2 separate regions of the Arachis hypogaea genome follow, and region 1 is linked to region 2. Evidence: chromatin contacts called from public Hi-C data. All regions are on one chromosome and are shown on one strand. Each heading gives the region's core, a stretch centred on a gene start, on an enhancer-like site or on the middle of the called end of the contact. The rest is flanking DNA. Distances are from core to core; before and after follow the strand shown. Region 1 has its middle 7.2 kb from the start of LOC112771818. Region 2 holds the start of LOC112772050 (probable beta-1,3-galactosyltransferase 2).

Region 1 (6,322 bases), core at 237-2,736, 41 kb after region 2:
TAATATTTTTTTTAACAAAAATCAATTTTATTAGTGAGAGCATGTCTACACACTCTAATTCTCCACTAATGTGAATATTTGTATCTGTGATTCTTCTTTTTTTTCCTCTTCTTCCTCCTCGCATGTTTCCTCCTCATCGTCGTTCTTTTATTGATGCCGTTGTATGTTGCTGCATTTTTTTCTTGTTCTCTTCCTCTTCGTGGTGATTTTACAGCATTATGTATTTTTTTTCTTTTTTGTTTAATTTTTTCTTTTTTTTATTTTTATAAAAGGGTAAAACAAAAAAAATGATGAGAAGATGAAATAAAAAAGAGAAGATGAATAAAAAAAGGAAAAGATAATGATCACGAAGAAGAGAAATTTTCAGTTATGCATAATTTATCAAAAAATAATACTAAAATTTTTTAACCGTGACACAAATTTTTTAATTGTAACACAAAAAATTTTTTAATTTTGATATCAAATTCTTTTAACAATAACATAAGTTCTTATTAATTTTTTACATAAAAAATTAAAAATTATTAATAAATTATTTTTATTTAACTCAATTTTTTTATGTATAAAATTTTTTTATTTAATTTTATTTTTTTATCCTACTATTTTCATCATATTCACATACTAATATAGATAGCTTTTTCTTGGTCACTATTCTTTTGATCTTTTTAGCCATCATTTTAAGAATGAATTGGGTATTGCAATAAGTATACTAGTCATTTTAAGTAAATCAGAACATATTCTTTCGATTTATCATTCTCTATCTCTCTATTAGTAAATCAAAAACACTGAATATTTGTGCATAAATTGAATTAGTGAATCGATTTATATGCGTAAATTGAGTTTATTTGATTTAATTTATATAAATTTATTTAGGACAAATGTATGATCAATTTCTATTCAAGATATAGATATAATATTAGTTTCCAATCAATTTATTAACATAAATTACTCTTACTATAAACACTCATTTACAATTTTTTGTTGTTGTTTATGGTATCTTCCATTCTAATAGACTAAAAATTAATCTGTTGTTGATTTGAACTCCATTTAAGTGTTTGTTATTGGCTAATAAGTTATTGCATACACAAGACGATATTCGAATCCCAACACTTATTTAAGCAGATTAATAAACTGATCACTCAACCAATCTAAATTAATTAATCCTATCACAATTTACACGATAATTTTTTTTGTGTGTGACTATTTACACGATAAATTGATGCACAAGGTATCCACACCCCAATAATTAAACCAAAATAGCCGTGTCCTTTCTCTTGTTTTTGGTCATGTAATCCTCAGGTAATTATAAATTTCCAGCACGTGTTGGCCCCGCCTGTATAAGCTACGCCATTCTTTTTTTTTTTTTTTTTTTGGTCCATTTGGCTCTATAACTTTCCTACGTAATCCCTCACAGTTTCCACTTCAACCTAATCAATTTGGCACTCTGGCCCAAACCACCCCTGGCCTGTTAAACACCCATGGACCCACCTAAGCCTCACGGGATAGGCTCTACATTCCACACCGAAGCTGCCTAGATAGAGCTATTTAGCCGCGGTCTATAGGTTCATACATTAAGGTAGGGTTTGTTTGCAAAAACTGAAACTGAGACTGGAAGACAAGAACTCAGTATTATATTTGTTGAGTTAGAGATTGGTACTTAAATTTGTGTCTCTATCTAAAAAATTTTAATATTTTAGTACCTCCAAAAAGTAGGGACACTGGAGACTGAGATTTTTAAAGATAGAGATAGAAACTTTAATAATATTTTGTACCTAAAATATCCCTATCCTAATTAACTAATGTTAACTTTACCCTTTCTTCAAATCAGATTAGGACTTCAGTATGAGCAGCCCCCTCACTCAATCTTCTCATTTGTTCTTCGAAGTGCACCTTGTGCATCGCCAGTGTCAGGACAGCCACCTTGTCGCCGCCGTCATAACCATCGCAAGGTAAGTGAGTCGCCATCGAAGTTCATCTTCCTAGGCCGCAAGTTTTCATGTCTTCATTTTCTTCTTCACAGGACAACATTCGAGGAACCCAGTTGAAAAAGTCTCCCCTGTTGCTGTCGAGTTCAACAGCTTCCTTGTCATCGTCATAGCTTGTGTAACCTAGGTTAGTTGTGGCCAAATTTCTTTATTGATTTTGTTCATTTTTTTATGTCGCGACTTACGTTCTGTGGATTTGGTTCTTTGTTCTACTAGATGCATAGAAAGAATCTTTCTTTTTCTCTCTTCAATGCGATTTGGTTCTTTGTTCTAATGTATAGATGCGTAGATAGCTTTTGTGGATTTGGTTCTATGTTCTTATGTCTTGTTTCATTAATTTCGTTTGTGTTGTGCTTCTTATGAATTGGTTTTGGTCATGTTTAGTTTTTTTGGAATTCATGTTTATGCAGCTTTTGATTTTGAACTTTTGATGCTCTTTTTGCATAATTTACGTCTGTTTAATGTGAAATTATGTAAATTATTTTGTAAATGTATGATTGTTGTGGCTATAACCAACTCACTCACACTGATTTCTGAAATTGCTACGGATGAAAAATTTGTTAGCTTAGTTGTAGTTTAAAGAGTAGTGGCACTCTAGGACTAATTTATAGCTAATAAAATTTTATACAATTGCACCAAGCACTTTATTTGAAATTGGGTTGCACTTTGTTAGGAGAACGTATTAATCAGCATCAGTTTTGCAAATTTAACATATTTCAGGAGTTGACTAAATTGCTATTATCTTTACTAAACCCCTCTCTTATCAAATGAAGTAGAATTTTTATTTTAGCTGTAAAAGGTAAGATAGTCTTGAGTCTATTGAATCTTCAAAATTAATGATTATTAAGTTCATTTGAATTATTTAATCTGCACAAGTCTAATTAACTTTTCTCTTTTTAGTTGCGTGACTTGTTAAGATGTTGTTAGTTAGTATAACTCCAACTACTTTTTTCAGAATCTGCACAAGTCTAATAGCCTTTTCATGTTTTCTTGGTTAACTCCTTAGGATGAATAATCTCAACGACATTAATATAGTTTGTATGATAATCATGGATGATTCGAAGTAATAACTCTTAACACAACTCTTTTAATCTAAACCACAATAGCTTTTGGAAGACTTTGATTTGCTTAAAATACATGAAAAAGTCACTTTCAGTATATAAAATGAGAGAGGAAAATTGATATTTTCATTTAATGTGTGTTTCTATTGTATTTCCTGTTTTGATTTCCAATTGAAACTAAATTAAAATTGAGAAGTAAATAGTGTTAACTGTCTATTGGTTCCAGTTTCTTGATTTTGTTTTCGGTTCTAAGAAGATATAGCAGATTTTGCATCAAGAAGTATTAGATTTATTTGAATGTTTATGCGTTTTTTAATGTAATGACTTTGCTAGGAAGAAATGGAGTGGTAAAAAATTATTAAGCAACGCATGTGTTTTTATGAAGAGATGAGATCCAAGCATGAAGATTTGATGTTGTTCTTTGTGCTTACGCTATTTGTTTACTTTAGGGATAGAACTAGTGGCCAACTGTCGTTAGGCGGAAGAATGAATAGTAGAATTAGACGTGAGGCTTTAGAGCGTATTGTTGGTGAGGGTGATAGGAATTGTATTTGGGAGTTGAGAATAAACACAAATGCCTTTGCTAATTTGTGTGAGTTGCTCCAAGTTCACGGACGACTTAAAGAGGATGATCATGTAAGCCTGCCGGAGCAGGTTGCGACTTTCTTAATTATCTTAGCACATCACAAAAAAAAATCGTAGTCTACAGGTTAGATTTTGTAGGTCCAGAGAGATAGTGAGTAAGTATTTTAATAAAGTTTTGAATGCTGTAATACGTATTCAAAGCATTTTGTTTGCTAAGGCTACACCAGTTGAAGAGGATTGTCTTGACCCCACATGGATAAGGTTTAAGGTAGAGCTTACTCGATGTTGTGTATGATTCATATTTGCCTGAAGAATTCTATATCTAAGTATCATAACTTTCTATGGATGATAAGGTTGCTTGGGAGCATTAGATGGCACTTATATAGAGGTGACAGTCCCCGAGTATGAGAATGTAAGATACCAAACAAGAAAGGGTAAAATCTGCACCAACGTCTTAGGAGTGTGTAACCAGGAGATGAGTTTTGTTTATGTACTCAGTGGATAGGAGGGATCGGCATCTGATTCACGGGTACTTCAAGATGCAATAACTCGTCGTAATAGTCTTAAGATACCCCACGGTAATTATGCCATCTTTGGAGTTAAGTCTATACATATAGCTTGAGTTCACGATAGTTAAGCTTATATTGTTTGCATTACTTATTTGCAATCAGGTATTACTATTTAGTTGATGCTGGTTACACCAATGGTCCGGAGTTTCTAGCACTGTATAGAGACACTCGATATCATGTTAGAGAGTGGGCCCAAGGAGCAAATGCACCGTGCAATTACCAAGAATATTTTAATAGGGTTCATTCTTCCGCCAGGAATATCATTGAGCGATGCTTTGGTTTGCTGAAGAAGAGGTGGTCCATTTTAAGAATCCCTAACTTTTACCCTCTAAAGATACAATCTCAAATTATTATTGCTTGTTGTTTGCTGCAAAATTTCATTCGAAAGAGTATGAATATGGATCCGGAGGAGCAAGGTAGCATATTGGATGAATTTATGCCTGATGGAGATGAAGCACAGGATGGAATCATTGATGTGGTTGAAAACACGAACGAGTGGGCTCACTGGCGTGACAACGTAGCAACTGAGATGTATGAAGAGTGGCGAACAAGTCGTATGGAGTAGTGTTGTAAGAGCAGCGTAATGAACATTGTAATCGATTGAGTAGTGTTGTAGTGGCTGCATTTTAATTTGTATAACTTGTTGAGATGAGAAACATTGTAATAGCACCTCTTAATTTGTAATAGCAACTAACTGTTTATGGTTCAATTTTTCATATTTGTACTTGCTTATGGTGTGAATTGTAGGCTGTGGATTAATTGTGGTTATTTATGTTAATGTTTGCTGTTTTATTATTTTTTGTTACTTTATGTTAATTTTATTTAATTTAGTTAATTTATGTTCACAAAATTTAATTTTGCACAAGGTTGATTATCTTAATTTTGGTAGGTAAAAATGGTAACGGAGCTCTTAAACCACACTCACAAAAATGTTCCCCCGTTACATTGTTGTTGCCGTACGAACCACTTGTAGATCTTCTACTTGTGGAAGCCATTGTTAACCAGGCTACTATACATTTAACAGTAAGCAAAAATCATTTACTAAATTATCAAGAAATAGTAACACAACACAAAAATGAATCAACAAGTCCAAATAAAATTACTTAATGAAGCTAATCAAGATATTTCCTACATGTTTGAAGATGAAACTACACCAATTAAGGCATGTGGTGATTTGGTACAATTCAATGGCCACGAGAGGGATCATTCGCTTTCCAAGGAAGAGATATCTTTGTCATATTTAAAATCAAATGTTGGTGCTTCTAACTTTTTCAATAAATTTTTACATTCTTAGTATGTCAAACAGTAGTAAAAATACATTTCCAATTCAAAATAACACACCAGTGTGTACTAATTTTGATAAGGAAAAAGAGTGATTAGGAACATAATTATGATAAATAGTTCTCAAATTACCTTATTTGTTTTTCTATACAATAATCATCATAAATAAATTTATAAATATAACAATCACAAATTCACAAATAAGCAATTAACAAGCACAAGTAAGGTAAAAAAAATTTATCATGCGCAAACTATGGAATCAACACTCAACAATCACAAATTTCCAAATCTTAAAAAAAGATGACACAGAAATCAGAAACATAAAGCAAATGAGGGCAAATAAGAACTCGGATATAACAACTTCAGAAATCTTCAACAATTGATGAAGCACAAATCAGCAATTTTAAACAAATCAGGGCAAATCTCAAATCAGGTAATGAGGGATTTACACATTCTCATCCATATGAGGACAAATCAGAAAATGAGGGAATAAAAAATCTCTCGACGAAATTATCAACTTTGAACTTCACAAAATTAACAAGCAAATAAGGTAAATTGACAGAAGATACCAGGCCCGTTGACAGAGAAATAACGGAGACCAGAGGAACAGCTCCGAGATGGTGGCGACGCAAACCCACGAACGCGCAAACGGCAGCAACGTCACAAACCTAGGGGAGCAACTGGCGCCACGAAGATGAACCAATGGAGAATTGGAGAGGTGCCGTCGTCGTTCGGACCCTTGGAGGTGCTACCAGCGGCGGATCAAACTCTAGGATTCATTCACGGGAGAGGAGAGGAGAAAGTATAGAGGAGAGAAGAAAGGGGGTTAAGGTTGCATGCTGAG
Region 2 (6,377 bases), core at 1,742-4,241:
GTGTCTAACTAGAGTCTCTCCAAGTGTTGCTGAAAAGGGAGTGAATAATGAGTATGATGCTAAGAAAGTAAACATGAAACCTTGTTTGATATGAGTAGTAATTTGATGTAGAGATCAAATTTTGATACCTATATTTACATGAACATCATCATCAACTTTAATGTAGAAATCAGCATCCCATAAGTTAACAGCAGTTGCAAAGTAGGTCTTTGTCTTTGCTGATAATTCAAGGTACCCTTCAACATGATCCTGCAAAATCAAACCACAGTTTTTTACACAATCTGCTAGTTTTTCTTTTAGAAATTGTAACCATGATATGAGAAAAACATGACAAAGAGTAACATTATTTACCAGCCTCAAGAAATCTCCATGCTTCCTATCTTCTGCTTCTATAGCTCTGTCTAATATACCACCTGATGTAGCACTGGAGAAAGAGGGGAATAAAGGAAGAATTAGAAGAAAGCTTCAATTTACAATTCATTCAATATAATTATGAACACTGGAAATATTCAAGTGTATCCCAATGAAAAAATAGGATTGTTGGTTCTATAAACTTCTATATTAGTTCAAATTAGATGATCTAATGTAAGCATTTCTCTTCCTATGACCAATTATAAAATCATAGAAATTACAAAAGAAAAATGAGATAGTTTACCTATGACCAATTACAAATCTGATGATAATGCCTTTCTCTTCCTCTAGCTTCTTTCTTTTCTCACCTATTTCCATGTTACCACAAGAACAGATAATCAGAAACCACAACGAATATTGTGAAAATGGTGGCAGAATACTAGAATTGATGGATCAAATTATGAACCTTGAGGCATCCAGGTTTGGCGGACGGAGTCTCTTCTTTTCCTGCTGCTAAAAGCAGTGTTGATTCCTATGACCATGAGGTACCTTCTCCTAGGAGTTGATTCAACTGCCTTTATATCTTCTGATAGAGGAGCGCCATTGCGAATCGACTCCTGAGCTGCCTTTGCAGCAGCTAACTCCATCTCCAAGTTTGAAATAGTTTTGTCCAATGTTCTACATTCAACACAATCACATAAGCCTTGAAATGAAAATTTAGCAGCACACAACACAACACAACAGCATCATGGTATATAACTTACTGCATGGCATTTTGTGTTTTGAAAACTTCCTTATAGATGCTTCTCGTTTCGCGCTTCACTTCCTTTTCTTGCAACTAAAGGAATTTCAGATTATCAAACACTGAATTCAAAACATAACAAGTGACTATGAAGACTAATGTTATGTAACATAAGCTTACAATTCTTGAATTGCAACCCTCCGAAACAACATTCAATTTTTCAGCTTCCATAGCTGTTGTCCTTGCAAGTCCTTTAGGTTCGGGAATAGTCCACATCCTGTTGTTAACACATTTTTATCAGAAAGGAACCAAAAATAACCATCTCTAACAACTTCCTATGGCAAGTACCAAAGTAGGGTAACATAAACATGCTAACTCATAGTCAAATTAAGAATCCTGAAAACAATTGAATAATCAAAGTTGTTACATTTATTTAGTTGTAACACATTAATGAAGTCATCACCATGTGCTTAATATGATACTAACAATTAGTAACAATCAAGGACAAAAAGATGCAATTAAAGAATTAAAGCACCTCCGAGTAAGTTAGACTATATCTTTTATTTAATATTACTAAATATGACAGATCTCAAAATTGAAAAGGATACATCTTTAAACGTTTCAACAACTAGTAAATATGAATAAGGGATTCAGTTACAACTACCGCAGAATAGACTAGTCACTAGAGATTAGAGGTGCCAATCAATTATTAGGTGTCAGAAGTCTTCTTCCTCATTGATTAGTGAGTATGATATGTATATATGTGAAGTAACTAGTAGTTAGGATAAACTGTAAATTATTTTTTCAACCATAATAACAAACGTTGTCTGACTCAACCTGCTGGTAGATTTGTAAACATTGGTAGAAATAATTGAACAGGAAATTAATTAGCAGTACTGAGTGCTGACCAAAATTGACTTCTTTTTCTTCTAGTTATTATTATAGAGGAGGAATAGCATCTTAAACTGAAATATGGCATGGTTCAGATGAAGATAACTTTTGCCAATTGAATTCGGATCCATTCTACTTATCCTGTTGAGTTTTGGTGTTTAAGATAATTGAGTAAATTAGAGGACAGATAAAAAATTATATATTTTTTGAAATTATATGACAAAAAATTTCTTCAAATTGGAATTTCTTCACAAAATAAATGGTCATCCAAATTCAGAAATACACTGATTATAATTTTTTTTAAAATTAGAAAAATATTAAAATTAAACATGAGGTGTGATATGAAAAGGCCTCTTCTTCAGGATTAGAAAGCCATTAAAAATTTTCAACATGGACTGGTTTTCATAAACAGAATATTGTTTGGTATTATGTATCAGAAACCTGGAAAACAACATGAAATAAGACATGACAGAGAGAATGAAATTGATGTACCTGTTGGTGAATAGCATCCCAGCACAGAAGCTTCCAATACAAAGAAAAATCATCCATCTCTGAGACAAAAAGCTTCTATGAGGAAGAAGAACCTCTCCTCTGCTCTTCAAATTCATTGTCCTTTCAAAAACACAACTTGCCAAGTTGACACTCAGAATGAGAAAACCATGTTGACAATTCTAAAGGAGTAAGAACGGGAGCAGCGAATGGTGAAGGAAAGGAAGAAAATTTCAAAGTGGGCACCTTTGAAAAGAAGGAGAAGATGAATCAGAACAGAGGAAGTGCTCTGTTTTTATTTTTATTTTTTCTAAGTGTTTTGTTCCTTTCTTTATGCTCTGTTTCAGCTATTTTGTTATATGCTTTGCTTTGTGTTGGTTCTATTCTCTTTCTTTTTATGTGTTTGTGTGTGAGAGAGAGAGAGTGTGTGTGGCTTTGCAGGTAAGGGACGTTGAAGAGAAGTGAGAAGACTTTGTAACCGCTCAGTTTTATAGTCACCATATTACCAAACCATTCTTCTTGGGGCCACCTTCTGATCTCTTTATTTATTGCTACTCCGGTAACTGTTTCTTGCATTCACATTTATACCCTCCTAATCTATTTGGCATCTTTCATTCTCTACCCTCTACTCCAACATGAAGACTTTTTTAAACAAATATTTGGGGGGTTTATTTAACACTAATTCAAGTTTTGTTTGTTTTGTTTCAATAAATAATTTGTTTTTTATCTTTATTATTAAGTGAAATTCGCGTAAATCAGTCTTATTTACTTAAGTAGGTGAAAGTTTTTTATGGGTTATGTTACAACGGATTCTAAAATTGGCCCAATTTAAGTAAAATATACTACACTTTAAATTATTCACCTAAATTTTAATATTAGAATAACCATCCGCACACATAATGAATTAAACATTCGATACATCCATTATTCATATTGTTTAATATTTTTATTGTCTATTTATACTTTTTTTTATACTTGACGTAATTTAGGACCGAATGATAAAATAAAAATATATTTGTATATGAATACATTGGATAAATCACTATTTTAAATCATTTCGGATTTAATATTACTTGTTTATTTTGTTTTGACTTTTGCTTCGAAAATATCTTTATACATATTGATCTAATCTAAAATGATTTAGTACAGTAACATAGTAAATTGTTTTAAGTAAAAACGATTTTACTAAGATTTTGAATATATACGTAAAACGGTTTAAGTTAAATCGAATTAATAGACGAGAGAAAATATTATATAAATTAAGTTGGGTTACTTCGATCTACTATAAAAAAGATATGTATTTTATATGTATAATTTTTAATATATATTTTATATTTTGTATGAATAACTAATTTGATAGTTAATTTTTTATATATACTTGATATTGTCAATAATAAAAATATTCTTATTTAATTGGTGTCTTTTTGTCACTCTCTCTAAACTCAAATTGGAGACATGGGTCTTGTGAAACATTTCTGTTTTAATGGATTTTACTATTTGACTGAAAAATTATTAGCAACTAAAAATGAACTTACAAATTATAACTAATAATTATATAAATTTAATTTTAATAAACTGTGAATATAAAACAGTTTTATAAGTACATTTAATTATATTAATTATATGAATTTGAATAATAACTCGAAATATTTTGTCCTGTTGGTGCATCAATATAGAAATTTTTACATAGATAATAGTAAAATAATTTTCACCCTTTTTTTCACGCAATAATTAAACTCCGTTCTAGTTATCAAATTACCATATTCCATTTTATTTTTATTTTTTAATGATAAAAGCTGAACTCAAATTAAAATACTATTTAAGAAATCCATTTCTATTATTTAGACGCCTTTATACTGATAGTAGTATTTAACTATTTTTATATGATTGGCAGAATTAACCATTTTCTTCACTGCCATTCTCGTGTCGTGTGGAAGAAATATGATCAATGGAAACTATCTCTTGACACGCGTTCATGTTTTTTCATGCAATTGATGAGACCATTTAGTCATTTATGCGAGAGCAAATTTCCTCAATTTTTTAGTTATTTAATAAAATGTGATTTTTTATTATTTAATATGTTTTTTATATATTTTTTTTGTTCCACTTAAAAAATATAAGATAAGAAATCATACTTTACTGAATAATTAAAAAAAAATTGAAAAAATCAATTCCCCCATGTATGCATCAATCTGATGATGAGTCCATTGTTAACTAGTTACAACTTGCTGCATGTCCATCATTAATTAGTTAATTACTCTGATTATGAAACTTAATTGTTACATTAGAGAAAATACAAAAACAGTAGGGATTGAGCTCTCTGATTACATACCCTACATCCTTGTCATTGTTATTGCAAAGAGAAATTATTTTTGTTGTTGGAAATTGATTTGACTCAACTTTGTAATTGGATAGAATATTAAATGTTTAAGGGGTAATTATGGTTTTGGTCCCTAAAATTTTTAGTTAGAATCGAAATCATCCCTCATATAATTTTTGATATAAAATTGTCCTTAACGTTTTTTTTCGTATTAAAATCGTCTTTTTTAATAAATTTTTTTGTTTTATTTCTAAACTACCCCTATTCCTATTTTAATAATAAAAATTATAAAATAAAAAAAAAAAGAAAACGCGTGTTGGGGGAGGGGGAAGAAAACGCGTTGGGGGGGAGGGGGGAAGAAAAGGGTATACGAAGGGGGAAGGGAGGAGAGGGGGAGGGGGACGGCGCCGGAGAGCCTCTGTCGTCGCCGCCGTTACCTCGTCGTCGCCGCCGCCTCCTCCAGAACTCTAATGATGATGACGACGATGAAGGAGGAAGGGAAGCCGTCGTCCCGCCGCTGCCTCTCTTCTGTCCAGATCAACCGCGACCCTCTCCCGTCCTTCTCTTCTTTCTTGTCTCGGATCTCCTCGAATCAGAGCTCACCGCCGCCGTTCAAGCATGCTCCTCTGTTGATTTGAATTTCTTCGAACCAGATCTCTTCTTTGTGCTTTGAATTTCTGATTTGGCTTTGTATTTCTCTGTTGATTTAGCTTTGTACTTGAATTTGTTAATTTGTTACTTGAATTTCTGTTTCTCTATTTCTGTTTCTTTTTGGGGTGGGGGGAAGGAGAGACGGAGAGGGGGAGGGGACGCGGGGTAGGGGGAAGGGGAGGCGGGGACGGGGAGGGGAAAGGGGAAAGGACGTGGGGTGGGGGAAGGGGGAGACGGGGAGGGGGAGGGGACGCGGGGTGGAGGTGGGGGGAAGGGGGAGGGGGAGGGGGACGGTGGCAGCATTGGTGGTGGTGTTGGTGGTGGTGGAGTGGCAGTTGGTGGTGGTGGTGGTGAAAGAAGTAATTATGTTGGTAGTGGTGAGGGTATTTTTGTCCAAAAAAATTAAAAGGACGATTATAATACGAACAAAAACGTTAAGGACGATTTTAAATCCAAAATTAGAAAAGAGACGATTTCGATTCTAGCACAAAACTTTAGGGACCAAAATCATACTTACCCCAAAGTTTAATTATTCTGTTGATTTCTATAGTTTTATCAAATTTTTTATTAGATTTTTATATTTCTTTTTAATTGAGTTCCTACATTGGTATTAGTTTTATAATTAGGTCCTTCATAATATAAAAAATGATAAAATTAACTAAATATTTTTTTTAAATTAAAGGTATTTATAATTAAAAACATAATTAGATCTTTGATTACATATATTTTAGGAAAAATATTTTATTAATTTTAAAGTTTTTTATATAAAAATGATCTAATTACAAAATTAAAAATAATGTAGGGATCCAATTAAATATATATATATATATATATAATTAAAAATTTGATAAAATTATAGGAATCAATAAAATAATTAAACCAATATTAAATTTAGATCATGTAAATTTTATATTTGGTTTAATAGTAAAATAT

The links. Hi-C and Micro-C count contacts between places; a contact is called where the count stands out from the background.
Region 1: a contact with region 2 is called in a Hi-C map of an unstated tissue, with 4 times the contacts expected there. The contact joins the enhancer-like site here to the promoter of LOC112772050 in region 2. A contact is called at or near these places in 3 of 8 Hi-C or Micro-C datasets (leaf and an unstated tissue).

Annotation. Positions count from the first base shown.
Region 1 is chr18:7,916,230-7,922,551 of arahy.Tifrunner.gnm2.J5K5, forward strand. No RefSeq gene overlaps it. Among protein-coding and RNA genes, the nearest start is that of LOC112771818, 7.2 kb to the right of the region's middle. Within about 2 kb of position 1,487, at least 3 of the 3 cell types and tissues checked have open chromatin away from gene starts, as enhancers often do.
Region 2 is chr18:7,873,529-7,879,905 of arahy.Tifrunner.gnm2.J5K5, forward strand. It overlaps LOC112772050 (probable beta-1,3-galactosyltransferase 2), which reads right to left and starts at 2,992. Exons shown (of 11, transcript XM_025816937.3): 1 at 2,477-2,992; 2 at 1,274-1,370; 3 at 1,116-1,189; 4 at 818-1,029; 5 at 656-719; 6 at 352-424; 7 at 129-249; 8 at 1-29. The coding sequence starts at 2,592.